Regions from separate parts of the Rattus norvegicus genome. Here region 1 is linked to region 2. The links are chromatin contacts, called in public Hi-C maps. All regions are on one chromosome and are shown on one strand. The core of a region is the stretch at or near the end of the contact, and the rest is flanking DNA. Distances in the headings are between cores, read along the strand shown.

Region 1 (5,932 bases), core at 510-3,009, 120 kb before region 2:
TAAAAAGTTTCCTACTTTCAAATGTATTATTATTATTATTATTATTATTATTATTATTATCTAATAAGAATTGTTTTGAAAGGCTGAGGCAGAGATTCTGGGAGGCAGAATTGGGCGGTGTTTGAGCGCAGGAGGCTCTGAAAGGACGGAAAACAGAAACTTATAATAACAAGCTTGTAGGGGAGATCTTGAAAGCCAGCTTTGCAAGGCAAGGCAGTTGAAGAGACAGGAAGTACTGGAAATCAAAATCTTTCTCTTATCTTTGGTCTCCTAGCAACCTAAATTGCCCAGGGAGGAGGGGGAGGAGGGGGTAGGGGTGGGGGTGGGAGATGATGAAATCTCTGAGAGAGAAGGCAGAGGAAGGAAAAGGGGTGGGAAACCTACAGCTCAGTCACGGGGAGGAACAGGAAGTTTCACTGGCCAAGGTGAACACAGTCATGGTCAACTCTTGCCCTGGCATTGTCTTCACCGCTTTATGAGCCAAACTACCCTATCAGCACAGTTCAGAATGGGTTTCCATCCCCTGCCTCATTGGCGCTTTTAAAATGCTTCTATGTAACATCTCAGAACTTGGATTCCAAAAGCACCCGTCAACCCAAGAGTCCCCACACTCAAGAACGGAAAAAGCATTTGAAATCGCCTCCCCGATCAGGATCACACTTTGAGGCTGGCAACCAGGGCCTTGAATGTAGCTCGGACCAGCACTGATGTAGGTCAAGTCAGCATTAACTGACAGCTGCATGTTGACTGAAAAGGCACAAAGACTATCTATGAAGGGGGAAGACGAGGATATTTGCAACAAGGAAGAAATTAGTGAGTTTAACTTTCAAGGGTGGTTGGTTCAATTCCAACAAGGAAGATAAAGTACGGGGATCATGAAAGAGGTGGTTTGGCCTGGGCTTTGAAGAACTTGAATAAGAACAGATAAGCAGAGTAAACACCTTCAAATTGGAGAAGAATAATGACTAACGTATCTGGTGTGCCCAAACAAAACTAGCTTCCTTAGGCACCTCTCTTTCCCTGATGCAGTCAGAGGCAGGCAATTGGGTAAAAAGAAGTGCAGACCGACAGGAGCCGGATATAGATCGCTCCTGAGAGACACAGCCAGAATACAGCAAATACAGAGGCGAATGCCAGCAGCAAACTCTTGAGTTCTGATCCCAACCCCAGCACTTAGTGCGATGGATGGCCTTGAACAGGTGGTGTGACCATCTATGCTTTCAGTTTTCTGTGGGTAAGGATAAAAACGGTGGTGACGACATCCCAGGACTGTGGTAAGTGTTTACTCATATAACGCCCTGTGAAGCCTGACCAGCCCATGTTCATCCTGAGGTATGAAAAAGGGAATCTGAACTCATTCATGAGGAATACCAGTATTCCACAGAGTTCCCTGAACTTCATCCAAAGAACAGAATGCTTCAGGAGATTCTAGAACAGCAAAATTACTGAATCTTTGGTAAAGAGCAACACACCCGAGGCTACTTCCAACCATGTGCATTGACAGGACCTGGATTAGAATAGTGGCAACTGAGATTAAACAGGGTCATCGAATGGGAGATCCTGGAGGCATAAGTATAAGGCCTTTTAGCAGCAAAAACACAGGGGAGTGAAGGGAAAGACTAGAAGAACATGGTTTTCCACAGCTACTAAAGCACCGAGGTGTTTCTTCCCTATGAACATCTAGAGTTACAGAGAGAGCTTGGGCACACATTTGACAGAGTGACGTACCAAGAGCCTGACCATGGTACGAGACAGCTGTTGTGCATGCACAGCCTCTCTAGAGCCAGCCAGCTCCATTAGACGTGCTCCTGGTAGCACAGAAGTGGATAGTCCAAATACAGACAAGCAAGTCACCATTCGAAATACAACACTGCTCAAGAATTCCACTAGCTCCAACAGTTAAATGCAGCCAAATCCTGCACAGCCGGAATACGGCTTCAAACCTAATGACGACAGCATAAATCCACTGTGAGGAAACCTGGAACAAGCCAGGTTCATCCTGGACTTCTTGCAGTTGCCAGAGCAGAGGATGCACCCACGCACACACACCACACATGGCCTCTCTTTCCTAATCCATGGGTACAGTTTGCCAGCTGCCACCTTGAAGGAGGGCCCAGCATCCAACAGGCAGCACATTCAGCAAGCTGCTTTGTTACATTTGATCATTGGAAGTGGGAAGGTAATGCACAAATCCACAGGACAGGAGACACCTCGTCCTGTTTTTATAATCACCTATTGATGCCCTATGGTCCCCAAGTATAATACACAGGTCTTACCCATTGAGAGCTATAATGATGACCAAATTCCTAATTCCTTTAAAATGTATCTGTAATTTATAACTGACAATTCTTACAAGCTGGAAAAAAAACTTTCCTTAGAGATATATGTGTAAATATGTACAGGAAAAGGCAGCTGAACAACAAGAACTAGAAAATATCTATCACCAAATGAAAACAAAACAGAGTTTTGTAAATGCTGACACTGGTTATTTCTGAACACTATATTCATCAAGGATTTTTTCCTTGCATTCCTCTTATTTCTCAGATACTAAGTAAGTGCCATAGCATGAAGGCAGGGAGGAAGGTTGAGATTTTTTTTTTTACTTTAATTTTCTTATACAATTAAAAATCTAATAAACCTAAACATATCTGCTATGTAAAACTATTTTCCCATAAACCTATTTTATTCACATATTCAAGCGACATTTTATCTTTTGCCTTGGAAAACAACTATGTTCCAGTAAGACTATAAGGATTTAGGGACCATGGTAAAGGCTCTATGCCTCAGTGTAGGGGAATGCCAGGGCGGGGAGGCAGGAGGGAGTGAGTGAGGGTGGGGGAACACTCTCATAGAAGGATGGGGTAGGGGGATGGGATAGGGGATTTCCAGAGGGAAAACTGAGAAAGGAGATAACATTTGAAATGTAAATAAAGAAAATAGTCAATAAAAAAAAAAGAAAGAAAGAAAGAAAGAAAAAAGAAAGAAAATTCTACAAAACAAACATAAATGAAAAAAATCCAAAAAAAAAAAACAAAAAGGATTTAGGGATCAAACAAGCCAAAGATTAAAATTGCATCCAGGTAAAAGGGTTTATACAGCTAGCAAGTTGCTTAACATAAGTTTTAGGGGTGTGTGGTGTGTGCGTGTGTGTGGTTTTTGGGGTTTTTTTGTTTTGTTTTGTTTTTGAAGCTTTGTTTGCTTGACAAGGACTTTTAGTGGATTTTATGTGTAGACTGGAAAAAACACATATATCGCCTAATAATTCTGTTGAAAGCCATCCGTTAGGGTTTTAAACAGGAAAAATCACAATCATTCCATTCGTTTGTAATCTGCTGGTATGTTTTATTTGGAGCCCCAATGTTCAGAATCACAGGTGTCAAACTCTAACTAAGCCTCGTTGTTCCCACTGAGGGACCGGAGTAACCACAAATGCAGCCATTCCGAAGTAGAAATTAGTATGAGAAGCCACAAAAAATTTACGAGATAACAAAATGCTGTGTCCCTAAAGACCAGCATCCACTAAATGGGACAATTTCTCTTTGCAGCTGGCTGATTTCCACAGAGAAGGGCTTTGCTTAGTCACCACATTAATGATCTGCAGCAGAAACTAGAGAAACGTCAAATAATAAGAATCTCAGGCAAACCCTCCGAGAGACTACTGGTCTACCAGGTCAGGAAAGTTGTCTGGGATCTACAAACTAAGAGCTGGAACGGACCAACTGCCCCCACGCTCTGTTAAAAATAGACCATACTATATTTTTCTGTAATTATAAATAACAATCTGTACTGTAAAGCTAAAGGCTTAAACAACTGTTTCCAGATTGAAATATTCAAGTATCTGAGTCACCATGGCTAGGAACCCTCCTAAACTTACCGGGGACCTTGAAACTTCCCTCAGTGATGAGCTTCTCCCTTCTCCAGAGTCAGACACTGAATCCAGGCCAGACGTTGATGAGAATGTGGCTTTTGAGGAGGCTGCCTGGTCGTGGGAGAGAGATGAGGAAGAAGGGAGTACGAAAGAGGACAGGCTTGCCACATCTTCTCCTGTGGCTACCTCCTTCTCACTAGATGAGCCCAAAATAAAGTGGCTGGAGTCAGGCTTCATGCCGGCGGCTCTGCCCGAATCATGTTGCTCTCTCTTGACAACTTCAACATCTCCATTGTATTTCCAGCCATCATCCATCTAAATGGGACACATCATTTCAAACTCAGTATTCTGATAGCCTTAGGGGTCAAGTTTTTATAACAGACTTATTAATATTTTAAAGCCACTCAAGTAATGTGCACTTACCACAGCAAGCTAACTATTGTCAAAGGCTTGGAGTGCGTACCTTCACACTACCAAATACGCACCCGCACAGAAACACTCGTTCTAGTAAAAGCATTATTATGTATTGATCTCTCTAAAACTCGATTTCATTTGTTCACATCACTGTGGGTCAAAAGATACAACTCCAAACTAACTCTCCAAATTGTCAGAAATCCCAGAGTGTGGATATCAACCGTTCATCCATTTGATATCTACTTAAATTGTTTCGAGCTATCCATCACTCCCCAAAAGCACTACAACCAACTGGAGCACCTCTTTTTAAGTGGAGCCTTTATTTTGTAGCCCAGATGCTCCAAAAACAAGCCTCACTGGATCAAAGGTTTTACAGATGTAATACCTGTCTGTCATCTTGACTAAGAAAACAGCAGCCCTGCCCCAGCAGGTAGAAAGATGCCGGCATTCCGGCCTCCTCAACACAGAATAGTTTCAACACTTAAAATATTTGTAAGTCCAATGAGTGAAAAGGTTGTTTGCCTTGCCCTAATGCTAAACTCAAGCACGTTTCTTTGTGCGTCATTAAATCCCTTTGCATTGAATTGCACCAGCTTGTTTTTCTACACCCTTTACTAGTGTTTATCGTCATTTCTTATCAAATTATAGAAAGGCCTTGCATCTCGGAGCTCCACCCCTTTATTTGCAATGCATTTTAATAATAACAGTGACGCAAACTGTCCTATGCTAATAGTGCCTGCCACATGAGTTTAAATTTTATGTTATCAAATAGGTCTATATTTTTCTTAGTAGGCCAGTCAGGGATTTTCCTGGCTGATTTGGGCAGGCTTTCTTCACCCCAAACACTAATTTTTTTTTTTAAGCCATAATTCTTCTCATCTCTATGTCACGATTTTAAGTGCAGATAGGCAGAACCAACAGAAATGTGAGTATCAAATATTCAGACCACACTGATTCATTTACATAATTCTAACACGCCGCACACCTGCCGAACACCATTAGAGATACAAATGGACATACTTTAAAAAAAATAATAATAAAAGTATGCTCAGTCATCAAGTTCTAAGGTAGGAAGGAAGGGTAGGGTAAATCCATACATATACAACTCTGAGAGCATTTAACATGAGTGGAGTAAAGCATCAGTCTTGTGGGTCGTCAAACAGAGCTGACTGCCGGCAATTTCATAATGTTCAACCTAATACTTCAGAAGCAAAAAATATGATAAGGAAAAAAATAAATGTTCCACCTCAAAACCTATCTTATCTGTTCTTTAAAGTCTAATCGCCCGTGTTTACTAGATCTAAATCGTGGAACTTGTCTACGTGCATCATCTACACTTTATACATCCAATATCTGTGTCCAGCTCAGCCTCTGCCCAAGCTCCCAAACTCATTGCACTTGGGGACAGATTAAATAAACATAGAGCATTTTTACCGTGTAGGATCTGGGCAGTGATGAGATTCCCCGTGACGATGTGCCAAAAGGTCTCGCTGTGACCACAGATGTTAGCCTGGCTGTATCACTTCTCTGGTAACTTCTAGGGAGAGAAGCTGAAATCCGAGTTGACTCTCCTCTTGTGCTCCATGACTGCTGAGAAGAAGAGAGTGAGGATGGACGCTGTAGTGCAGAAGACAAAGAGGCCTGGTGCGG
Region 2 (6,421 bases), core at 2,461-4,960:
GACCACATACAGGCAAGAAGATAAACGGTTACATGAAGAGGATCTCCAGGGGAAGAGGTGACTAGGGTTTTGGAGAAAGACACAGCTTTGATTCCTATGCTCGGGTTACTCACAACACCAACTTAGACAGGGGAGAAACAAATCTTGCCAGCTGCTCAGGAATAAAAACCAAGGTCTGTGAAAACATTTCACTCTAGTGTCCCGGCTTGTGTTAGGTCAACTTGACATCTGAGAGAAGCCATCTGAGAGAAGGAGACCTTAACTGAAAAAAATGCCTCTGGAAGATCAGGCTACAGGGAGTCAAGCCTAGGAAGCATTTCATTTAATTAGTGATCACTGGGAGAATCCATCCCACTGTGGGTGGGGACACCCCTGGGATGGTGGTCTTGGGGGTTCTTTAAGAAAGCAGTCTGAGCAAGCCATGGGAGTAAGCCCATAAGCAGCACTCCTTCATGGCCTCTGCATCAGCTCCTGCTTCCAGGTCCTCTCCCCATTCAGTAACTGTTCTCACTTCCCTCAGTGGCAGACTTGCCTTGAGGTATAAGCAGAATAAACCCATTCCTTCATAACTTAGTTTTGGCATGGTGTCTCACCACAGCAAGGCACTCTAGTGATACACCCCTATAGGTGGGAATAACCCTTTAAACAAGAGCTCATACACGATAGACCTGTTATTGGAAAATTCCCCTGAACTCAGACTAGACTTTAGCTTCCCAGTTAAACTGTCTAAATAAATTATTTTGTCCATTTGCTGAAAAGTTAATTAAAAAAAAAATAAGCTGTCTTCATTTCCCCTTTAAGAGTCTAACCCTGTTTTGAAGTGTGTGGGCAAAAAACGGTATTTTAAGGCGAGGCCATCTCTGCAATCTGTGGTTAAACCTCTGAATTGCAGCATGTGAACTGGTGAACTGAGAGTGTATATTCAGCAAATAACAAGGCTCTGAGGGCCACGGCTCCCCAATCGCTAGCCTCTATGAAGCTCTGGCATCGTGCTACATAATATTCTGGAATACACCAGAACTATTTTTTGCCAACACTAATATCATCTGATAGCAAAACCAAAGCCAACTCCCAAGTCTTCCAAGTCTGTGGTCATCGGAACGGCACAGATCACCAATTCTAAACAGATTCCAGAGTTTCATGGTGGTCACAAGTCTAGAAATGTTTCCAAGGCCACTTGCCCTCTTCGAGACCTTCCTCTAAGACTGGGTGTGGTAATCGCACCTCCCGGTGTAAGCTCCCCAGACCCAGGGGCCCACACAGGGAAAGAGATAGCAAAATCTGAAATAAAGAGTCTAAACCCTCGAGGTTCTCATTCAGCCATTATGAAGCTGAATGCCAGCTGGGCTAAACGCCTTGCGCAAAGAAGCAAAGTAATTTCTGACGGAGGACAAGTTACACCCCAAGTGCCATAACCCACTTTAATCTTATAGTCTAAGCTAATCTCTCTAAGTGACTGTAGCAATGGAGCCCAGAGGTAAACACAAGTGGGAAGAACTAAGTAAAACTATGAGAAGAAAGGAAGATTCCCTTCAGTGCTGACAGTAGGCACAAAAGCCAAGACTACATGAGCCCTGTTTAGACGCAAGTTAAGGTCTCTGAAAACATCCAACTCCCCAAAGGTGCTCTTTTCACACATTCTAGTTCTACGTTACTACGTCTAAAGAATAAATTGTCTCCAAACGTAGGTCCATACTCGAATTTAACCTGTAGCAAGTGGTACAGAAAGTATTCAAAAAGTCGAGAAAAGGGGCTGGGGATTTAGCTCAGTGGTAGAGCACTTACCTGGGAAGCGCAAGGCCCTGGGTTCGGTCCCCAGCTCCGGAAAAAAAGAACCAAAAAAAAAAGTCGAGAAAAAGTCTCCCCAAAGCCCTGACTAGTGCAGGAGTTATTTTTCCCAGATCAACGAGTTTTTAAGTAGCAGGTCTACACGTCGTAAGTGGATGTGAAGATCCATTATCAGAATATTTTAAGTATAGTTATAATGCTTAATATAATCACGGGCTTTTGGGAGTCAAAAGATGCTGCTGTTTTGTGCAGAAATGTCTCACACACAAGGACAAGTCTCAACAAGGACGTGCCTCACCTCCCCGTGAATTCCCGTGAGAGTCATCACTGTGGGAAACATTCCTTTTCAGAAATGGTGTGTCTACATCACAGTTACAGGTTGAAGAGTCCTACATGGACTTCGAATTGAGGTTCTACCCTTCGGTGACTTCGGTGTAAGCTTGGCATTGAGAGACAGAGTTCGTATGTCTGTGACATAAGCATGTCTGCTCACGATTCTCCTCGGAGGTCTACTCCTAAGTCTGTCTGTGGTGCTAATCGACAGCGATGCAGTTCCTCAGAAATCTGCTTGTCAAGCTTCCAACAACCAACTCAGCAATGAATGAATTCCCAGGAGGCAAAGACAAGGTTACAATTCTGTGCCCACTTTGAACTCAGAGAAAATGAAAACCTTTTCTCTGCATGAACTCTCTGGCACAAACATTTATATTTACGGAGCATCGCTCATGGCAAGCATAAGAAGTGGGTGTAACCCAAAAGTTTATCAACCAGTGAATGAATAAACTGACTACAATGAAAACCATATAGCGAAACATCACTCAGATGACTCTTGGAAACAGGTAGAAGGAAAGACGCCAGACAAAAAAGGTCACTGTGTGTCCTTGGCATTGTGAGTGACAATTCCACAGAATTAAGATCTCCTCGGCCCATTTATTATCTTTTTTCCTTACTTACTTCATGTGTTTTCAACACATGAAACCTAAAACACACCTAAGAGCATTAACAAATAGGGCCCCAGCACTTGGGTGTACAGACGCCCATTAGCTGTCTTCTGCAGTGAGCCACGCTTCCAACAACAGAACTGTTAAGAAATCCCTTCCTCAGGCAACTTACATGGTGAGTTCTTCTCCTTAGACTCTTTCCGAGCCTTCGGAGGTCTCAATCACATTTGCGGTTTACCTCAAAAGTTTAACTTACTCATCTAAAATATGCTCGACCAAGAACTAGTTTCATTTGTACTTACTGGAGTGATTTGTTTAAAACTTAGAGAATAATTCTTAAATACCATTTTGGAGCTTAAGACATATAACATACCACATACATTATAGACCCATAGAAATTAACTAATTGGGTTTCCTCCCCCAAATACTGATGACCTTAGGAATCCTTCTTGGGGCAACCCAAGGACCTCCCTTAGCAATGTTGGTGCAGTAATGGCTTCCCTTTGAAAACAGAGAACAGTATCTGGACAGCATTACCTCACAACCAAGAGTGACTGACCCTGAGCCATGGGGGGGTGGGGGGGGAATGTTCTCGCTGCCCTTTTGCCTCCTTGCCTGGTTTGTGAACACCACCTCATAGACACGATATTCATTCCATAGAATAACTCTAACTGAGTCTAAGATTAGCTGCCTATGGAGCTAGTGAAACATAACCTAATCCCTAGGCCTTTCTCTGGAAAATTCTGATTCAAACAACTTGGGCTGGCCCAGAAATTCTCTGACTCAGGGTGTCACTGAGACCTGACTCTGAGAAGAACTGTTTGGATGAGAAGGACTTAGGACCTGCCATGAAGGCCGGATCCCGCCGGTATGTGTTTGATTTTGAACAGGTACCTCGGGCTTCCTTATGAGAGAACAAATTTGCACCAACCGTCACCTCTATGGAGGCAAACGAAACTAAGCCTGAAATCCGTCTCTGCTCTCTGCTGCCACTGTCTGGCACATTCTCAGTACTGCAGGAGTCTAAAATGTTAATGACCAGATCCAGGCACATTATTAAAAAGTATTTCAACAAAACAGCTCATGTTGAGGTTTAAAACGCAATCTAAGGTGGTATTGGGTGAAAGTGGGAAATATTTTTATAATGCCACAAAAGTGTAGCCTTCATTGTGTTCCCACAGAACCATTGTTGGACCACTCGGATAGATTTTTGACGCTTTGTATGTAAACGTTTGTATATTATAGAATCAGTTTACCTGTAGATTCGGGATCCTCCGTGGAACAACTTAGTATAGTTGAAGTAATATTAAGAGTAACTGGACACGTAGTTCAGTGCTACAACACTGTCCTAGCATAGTTGAAAGCCTGGCTTCCATCCTCAATACTAGAAATGTATATGCATTTTTACAGAAAGAAATCCTGACATAAAAAGTGTTCAGATGTCAAACTCGTACTCATTCTTAAGACTTCTGAGAATCTCCTCAGTCCTCTTAACGATTTCCCTCCCCCAGCTTGTGAGCTGGGGCTCAGGAGCATGGCTAACACAGAGATCTGCTTCCCTGGCCCAGGGTTACCACGTGGCAGGCAGTATAGGTCCTTGCATGACTAAGTATCCAAACTGAGCAGAGCCTGTGGCAGGATTGGACTGTTTAGGAAGCGGGAGCGCATGGGTTAATCGTGAAGGCTCCAAAGGAAGATTTGCTTCACCTGGGCTGTGAACCACTTCCTTGCTTCAAACTCTGGGGCTCGCCCGCCTTACAAATGTTTTCTCACGGTGGCAAACTGCAAGCAGCAAATTGTTTTAGACATGTAGCTCTGGCCGGTCCTTGGAGGCCATCCTGCCTCAACTTTACTCTCCCAGAGGAGTACGTCATCTAGAAGAATCTTGCCCCACTCCTCACCTCCAATACAACTGGGGGAACAGCCCTCTGAGAGCCAAGCACACCTCACTTTCTGTGGAAATCCTGGGATTTACGTTTTCTGCACTGCCCAAACTCAAATCTCAGAGTCTTTGTCCTTCCTCATCGCTCCAGATCCACATACCCCAACCACACAGGTTCTAGTCGGCTTCCAGCACAGATATGAATCCAGTCTCCTCTGACGGATGGATGGATGGCTCACCCTTCATTTCTGACTCTTGGATACATTTCAAAATCGACTTTGCACTCCTTAAAAATAGCCATCTTGCTTTGGCTTTCCGAAAGTCACATCAACCAATACACTCAGGCTCCTCACCTCTCAGCCCCCATATATGAAAAACTCGATTCCACCCAAACCTAGTTCTTTCTTTCCCTCCTCCGTTTCCAAAATTTAAATGGCATCTCTCCAAGGCCTCCCCAAACACTGCGATCCTTTCCTCCCAACATCTATGGGACACCAAGTTACTAAACCACCCGCTGGGTAATTATAATACCATTTAGCTTTAATTCACCGTTTCTTAAGACCATTCTTTTCTATCCCAGACCAAAAGGTTACTGAAGTCGGGAATGTCGCCCAAAGATGTCTGGTGATCTTCCTGCACCCAACAGGACGCACAACGAGTAGTTATGATTCATTTTTAAATCTTAAGTTCTGAAGATTTAAATTTGGCACAGGCAAAACCATTTAAGAAAAGAGAGACAAAGACAGAGAGAGACGGAGACAGGGGAAAAAAAAAAATCCGGCCATGGTCTGAGAGGGAGCAAAGGCAATGTTCACTAAGGTTTCCCTCCCTCTCAGGAAACAGCGATAATTCTCCTACACGGGAACCGAGAACAGAGAAAAGGACTTAAAAGCTGGAGAGGCGGGAGGGCAGCGAAGACAGGAGGGTTGTAGGAGCACCATGAAATAATCATCACCCAGCCCCAAGAGGAGCAGATGGCAGCCACAGACAATGGAGCCCCGTGCAGGTGATATGAAAGTTTGATGAATTTCCTAATAGCTTCATGATGAAAGCCTAGAGTCCAGAGATAGCCTAAAAATAGCACAAACGTCAGGGCTACACAAAGCCTAAGAGTGTCCTTCTTTATTTACTCGCCTGTACAATACAGCGAGTCTGAAAAGCTGTTGAGTCAAAACCTGTAAGAGGTGAAAATCATGATAGTTTATATAATGAATGTGAATATTACGCTGTTGGACCCTAAGGTAATGCTGTGGGGTCCTGTATTAGTTCCAATACAAAAAAAAAAAAAAAAAAAAAAAAGAAAGAAAGAAAAAAAGAAAGAAAAAGAAAAAAAAGAAAAAAGATAATTAGTTAAGCACCCACCTGACTCCATCATTATAACCACACTCACTAAATGATCCTGACTGCCCAGCGTCACGACGAGAAGAATTAAGGAAAGCCGCCATAACAAACAACCCACTGGCGATCCTCAAAATGGGCAGATGGAGTTCTACAAGAACATACACAGGGTCCTGTGGACTCTAACTTTTATAAGCCAAATGAGATGCTGCTCGGTGTTTCATCACTATGGTGAAATACTAGAGATGAATTTACGTAACATAAGGAAAGGCTCACTTGGATTTTCATTTTTAGATGGTCTAGCCCTAATTGTTTGCTGTGTGGTAAGGCAGCAATGGGAGCGGCCTACACTGTGGTCAGATTACTCCCCTCACAGTCATGAAGCAAAGGACGTAAAGGAAGGAGTCAGAGTCCCAAAATGAGTCTCCAAAACATACCTCCAATGGCCTCTCCAAACACCAGGACTCTGGTG

Evidence for each region. A called contact is a pair of places that touch in the nucleus more often than the background predicts.
Region 1: a Hi-C map of psoas muscle shows a contact between it and region 2, with 2.3 times the contacts expected there. The contact joins two enhancer-like sites. A contact is called at or near these places in 3 of 12 Hi-C or Micro-C datasets (kidney, liver and psoas muscle).

The regions. Positions count from the first base shown.
Region 1 is chr15:85,148,023-85,153,954 of GRCr8, reverse strand. Lmo7 (LIM domain 7) reads right to left here. Exons shown (of 31, transcript NM_001001515.2): 14 at 5,717-5,932; 15 at 3,875-4,183. Among named protein-coding and RNA genes, the nearest start is that of Lmo7, 170 kb to the right of the region's middle. Within about 2 kb of position 1,759, at least 11 of the 93 cell types and tissues checked have an H3K27ac peak or open chromatin away from gene starts, as enhancers often do.
Region 2 is chr15:85,034,445-85,040,865 of GRCr8, reverse strand. The region is part of intron 1 of Lmo7 (LIM domain 7); the gene reads right to left. Among named protein-coding and RNA genes, the nearest start is that of Lmo7, 56 kb to the right of the region's middle. Within about 2 kb of position 3,710, at least 15 of the 93 cell types and tissues checked have an H3K27ac peak or open chromatin away from gene starts, as enhancers often do.